Linked DNA regions of Anser cygnoides: region 1 is linked to region 2. Evidence: chromatin contacts called from public Hi-C data. All regions are on one chromosome and are shown on one strand. Each heading gives the region's core, a stretch centred on a gene start, on an enhancer-like site or on the middle of the called end of the contact. The rest is flanking DNA. Distances are from core to core; before and after follow the strand shown. Region 1 holds the start of NHLRC1 (NHL repeat containing E3 ubiquitin protein ligase 1). Region 2 overlaps RNF144B (ring finger protein 144B).

Region 1 (2,700 bases), core at 32-2,531, 130 kb after region 2:
GCCACAAGGTTTTTGCTGTTAATGCAAATTCCCACATTTTCTAAAGACACGAGGAAAACCCAAGAGGCTGTCGCTGTCTCTTTTCTCCCCTTGGCTTCTTTGCAGTCCCCCAGGATTCAGACTGCACACTGTGGTCTCAGCTTCAGTCTTTCTCCTACTTGACAATTTCATCTTTCTCTGCACCTCATCACTGTCTACCCTGGTTTTAATGCAATGCCTTTGCATATTATTTCTAAAGCTTCTGATGTATTTTTGTAGCCAAAGAAGAAAAGTAAAATGTCATGCTGTAGAAATGCTAGATGTGCAACTCAAATTCATTAGCGCATATATATGTATCAGAATTGTGTCAGGAAATTTTCAATATTGGTCGTGATATGCTTTGCTATTGCACTTGTTTTAATCTTACATCTTTACGAGACCTCTGGAGTGTCCGTACACAGTGAGTCATTGGCAAGGACAGTTTTATCCCAGTGCAAAAGAGACCAATAAGTTTTCCTCAGTGCATTTGTGTCACGCAGTTAGGGACATCTGTACATAGGATTTTGTCTTCTGACAGTTTGCTTTCTTCAGTGACTTACCATTCAGTAATTTATTACTCTTTCCTCCTTTTCAGGCAACCACTGTGAAATTAAGCTTCTCGAAAAAGTCAGTGACTTCTCAGACAGACACAGGCAATGGGGCCTAGATTATTTTCTGGAGACTCTGTATATACTAAAGTTTGTAGCTTGATTAAAATCCATTAAAACAACTTACCTCCCATCTAGCTTTTATTTTTATCTTACTTTTTAAAATGAGACATGTTTTGGGACACCCTTAAAGCAGGCTTCAGTGTACAGAAAAATGTCTGTGGGACGTCTTCATTTTGATTTTGCTTTCAAAGCCAACTCTCCTACATAACTGACTTCACTGCTTTAAGATGTGCATAGCTTTTCTCAAACTTAATGCACAACAAGCATTTTTTGAGTGTTTCTTTTGTATCATTTCAAATAGAATTAAAAAATAAATAAATGAGGTCCCTTCTCTGTGGCCGCCAGTAGCTGCTGCCTGTGTGTAGCTCTGCAGGTCCTCCTCGGAGGCTCGCGGCCTTGGAGTAATGGCAACTGCTGTTCAAATGCTGCTTTCCATTTGCTGTTCAAATGCCGCTCGCCTTGCACCAGCGAGGGCAGCTGGGCAAGAGAGGCGGGAAGCTGGCGCGGCTTGCTGCTTGCTCTCTGACCCCGTTAGATTACAGGTTGAGAGACGAGCTGGCAACAAGAAGGCAGGAAGTCTTGGCAACAGCTGCCACGGGGGAACAGTAATCGAGTAGCGAAGAGAGGAGGGAAGTAAATGGCTGACAATGAAGGAGAGAGTCCAGGAAGAAAATATTCCTGTGGTCGCTTGTGAGCGTGCCGCTGCCTCCTCCAGAGTGCAGCGACCAGCAGGTAAATTGGCAGGGGGCTCTAGGGTGAGAGGGGTCAGAGAAAGCCTGTGGGGCTTCTGTGTGGTTAGCCGAACACAAACCCTTCTTTGCAGGTCTTTGATCATTGTCATAGGGGTATTATTGCAATTTTTTTAAATTACAAAACTGGGGACTCTGAAGACTCTTTGTCCTGGCCTTGGTGGCTTATTTAAAAAAAAAAAAAAAAAAAGGAAATGTATGATTGCAATGTAGTATATTGCCACTTATTAAGACTAGAACGAGAGAAAAAGCTACATGCAATTTTAATGTTGCAGTCCTAGAGCTGCAAGTGGGTCTGATGTTTTCAGCAAAGCAGTCCCCAACCTACAGCCTCTCCCCCAACCCACAACTCTCGATATTGCTCACAGCCACTGGGAGCTACTGCTGCTTCAGCGCCAGGTCACCGGAGAAGATGACGACGCTGCTTACAGTGCTACCTTCTTGTAGCCCGTGGGCCGGCTAAGTTGGGAACTGCTGGTTTTGGACATTTTCACTTCTGCACAGTTCAGCAGCTACTGGGTTAAAGCATCTCCTCTATTTCTGTCCAGATTTTTTTCCAGGTGTGAGAGCTGTTAAACTTATATCAGGTTTGTAGAGGCGTTGCTGCTGTCCCAGGCCAGGTGCTGGATGTTGCTGACCCTGGGGTCCTGCGCAGGGCTCCAGGAACGAGGGCGCAGTCATGCTGACAAGCCGTCCTGGTAAATGCAGCATCTTCCAAAAAGAGCACACGCTGTCCATGCTGTGTGTGGATGTGAGTGGGAAAAGTGGCTACTGGCACTTAGCATAAATATTTCCCTCACATTTTCAAAAGCTTCCCCGAACAGCGAGGGGAATCACATGCAACAGTGACTGCTTCCTCGCCCTGACAGAGGCATAAATAGCACTAGCAACCTTGAGGTAACTTGGTAGCTGGACACGTGTATGAATCCGATGCATGTTTTATGTATGTAATTTGATTTTCTTGTTGTAGTTTTAAATAGAGACTTTTTCTATCGACCGGGAACCGCGTGACAGACACACAAACACCCCCCCCCCACCACCAAACCAGGGCTCCCCGGCGACCCCCAAAACCCTCTCCTGGCCGCGGGAGGGGAGGCTGAGGGCTGGGGGCCGGTGTTCGAGGGCCGGCGTCCGCCCTCCCCTCACGGAGCAGCCGCGGGCGGGCGGCCAAGGGAGGCGTGGAGGCGGCGGGGCCCCGTCCCTCCGCCGCCCGCCCACAGGGGGCAGCCGCCCGGCCCGGCCAGCCCCGGGATGGCGGCGGC
Region 2 (2,700 bases), core at 195-2,694:
TAACCAGCTATTTGAAACAGTGCCTGTAGCCAAAACCATTGCCTTCTCACCACTAACATCCATTTATTTCTGCTTTAAAACAAGCTACACTTAAAGCAGCTGCTTTCTTGATGTAACAGGTCAAGATATGATCTAGGCTTAGACTTGATTTCAAGCACTGTAGTGGAACAGTTCCTTCTATTCAAGTGCACTGTTTGTCAAAACCAAAAACAGCCAGGGAAAGTACGAGTTTCAACTAGCTTTTGTTAATGTAAAAACAAAACAGGAGGTTCAGAAAACACATTTTGAAAGTACTGAAAGGTACAATTTTCTAGTTCAAATTACTTACTCCTTTTTTTTAAAAGAATAAAAAACCTGAAACATTTTCTTCTGAGGTCCGGAGAGACACCATGTTCTAGTTCACCAGAAGTTAAGCCTTAACTCCCAACATCTCCTATACTCTGTGAATAAGCAGTTTACTCCCCAAACACCAATGAAATATTTAGACACATGCCTACTATTCAGACTTGCTAATTTCTTCATGACAAATATAGGAAGAAATTCTATCACACATTTACAGTGTTAACCTGAGTTTTTGCCCTCTCCACTGCCAAAAGCAACACAAGAAGTGTATGTGTCAGAATCAAGTCCAGGGCAGTGAAAAGGCTCTAATAATTTAGTACCAAACTACAGTGACACTGAGGAATTTTACTGAGAAGACAAAAACATACTTTATTCACAAAGAAGACAAGTAGGTCACTGGTAAGTACTGAAGAAATGTTACACATCTTGAATAAAGACCCTGACAGAGGAAAGTAGATGAACTTTCATAAATATTATGTGTTCTAAGTTGCTTATAAGCTTTATTATTAATTGTTCAGGTTTCTTATTGAACAGGACTCAATCCATAAGGCACTGAAGTCAATGGAAAGGCTTTTCTTCACTTCAAATTATGTCTAAGTTCACCTTATCTCCCTTGTGCAGGCTAGGGCAAAAGGCATTTAAAAAGCAAACAAGACAACTGTGTTAGCTAACGTAATTAGACACAATTTAGCCCAAAGTAGAGGAACCTATTTAACACCACATTCATGCGAAAGACAGTTTGAACTGCTGTTTTTTCTCCAAACTCTAACAGTGCCTGCTAAACATCAGTTACAGCAGGGTCTGAAATGGACATGACCTGAAAAATACACTTTTTCAAAACCCTGATGCTAACACAGGGGAGAAAAAAGGACCAATGTATTTTTCCCCCCAGGAGAGGTAACAGTCACATAATTTTCAGAAAAAAATAAAAATAAAAACATAAAAAAGTCTACATGCGTATATTAACATATTTTATTGAATGTTTACCAGAAGACAAACTTTTAAACGCACAAGTATAAATATCTTTAAGTTATGCACTACTGAATGGTTGAGAAAGTGTTGCCAGAGGTATGACATTTCTCATGGCACTGTTGTGGTGATGAACATTTTCCTGCCGGAGGCCAGAGAGCAAACAACCAGCCCTTCTGGAGGCGAGGAGGCTGATGTTTCCACACCTGGAGTTTCAGAGTGTCTAATGAATAAACTCTAAGGCTAAATAGTACTTCCATGCCAAACAATAGCCATATATAAGGACATTGTCTCCAATCTGAATAAGGTTCTATTTTTTAAATAGTAGCTTTCAAAGGCCGCATTTTCACATGGAACAGCCTTTATAGAAAAGAAAAGAAAAAAAAAGAGAATACAGAGTGCTCACAGATAATCTGTGGTTTACTTACTAATCTTACAGATTATTAATAGAGACGGTCTATTAATTCTATTGTTCATCTTTTGTTTTCACATTTTTTTCATTAAAAAATAAGTATTTGGTAAAATACATAAGCAGTTCATTTTAACGAGGTTGGGAGCTTGTTTGCTTTTCAAGCAGAGAGTTTGTGTTTCAAGTGCATCACCAAGAGGGAGTGTCAGAATATTCATTCATCCACCAGACACTAATGCACATCTTGGGTTGTTTAGTCATTCTGCCTTTAGCCCCAAAAAGCACACAAGGATTAAGTTAATGGTCCACTAATACATGCCCTTGAGTGCTCTTCTGCTTACTAATGGGAAATACATCCTTACAGTTCCTATAGCATATATAGTTCCTAATTCAACAGTGCAGAATTCTTCCTACCATTTGCTAATCTTCTTTTAAAACAGCATTTTCAATAAATGTTATTTGTCTTCAGTCTGGTGGTACAGGTGGGAGGGACAACGCTACACCTTCTCGGCATCTATGCAGAAGAAAGGAGGACGGGAAACAGCTAACTTCTTTCCACAATGGCTGGATTCAGCCAAAGAAAAGCTCCAATATGTGCCAGCACAGCATTTGAAAAAAAAAAAATTAATTGCACCTCCCAAGTCCTGATTCAGCTAAGCATTGTGTCTCAAATTCATGCTGGAGAGATCATGACTTTTTGGGGGAGAAATTTAATTCTTGGTAACTCTCTCCAGTTCCGTGTGAGACGGTGTTTCTATCTGCTTTCCCTTATGCAAGCAGAGCCACTGCAACTTGGCTGCAGTCCTTCCCTGGTTAGAGGTGATCCCCTCGATGCGTGTCATCTTCCCAGCCTCGTGGCAGAGCAGAGAGGAGGAGCACAGCTGCCAGTGTCAATGGAACAAAGGAGGTCCCTCATGTTCAGTCAAAACTTTTGCCTCCCAATGGGTCTAACTCTCGCATGCCTGCTTGGAGGAAAATCC

Evidence for each region. Hi-C and Micro-C count contacts between places; a contact is called where the count stands out from the background.
Region 1: a contact with region 2 is called in a Hi-C map of liver, with 2.0 times the contacts expected there. The contact joins the promoter of NHLRC1 here to the enhancer-like site in region 2. A contact is called at or near these places in 2 of 7 Hi-C or Micro-C datasets (both in liver).

What each region holds. Positions count from the first base shown.
Region 1 is chr2:53,206,348-53,209,047 of Taihu_goose_T2T_genome, forward strand. NHLRC1 (NHL repeat containing E3 ubiquitin protein ligase 1) reads left to right here and starts at 1,282. Exons shown (of 2, transcript XM_013190265.3): 1 at 1,282-1,421; 2 at 1,807-2,700. The coding sequence starts at 2,690. It overlaps TPMT (thiopurine S-methyltransferase), which reads left to right. Exons shown (of 9, transcript XM_066992074.1): 9 at 1,232-1,368. The coding sequence ends at 1,236.
Region 2 is chr2:53,074,482-53,077,181 of Taihu_goose_T2T_genome, forward strand. All of the region lies in intron 3 of RNF144B (ring finger protein 144B), which reads right to left. Among named protein-coding and RNA genes, the nearest start is that of RNF144B, 67 kb to the right of the region's middle. Within about 2 kb of position 1,445, at least 2 of the 3 cell types and tissues checked have open chromatin away from gene starts, as enhancers often do. A contact at or near this core is called in liver, where this site is marked.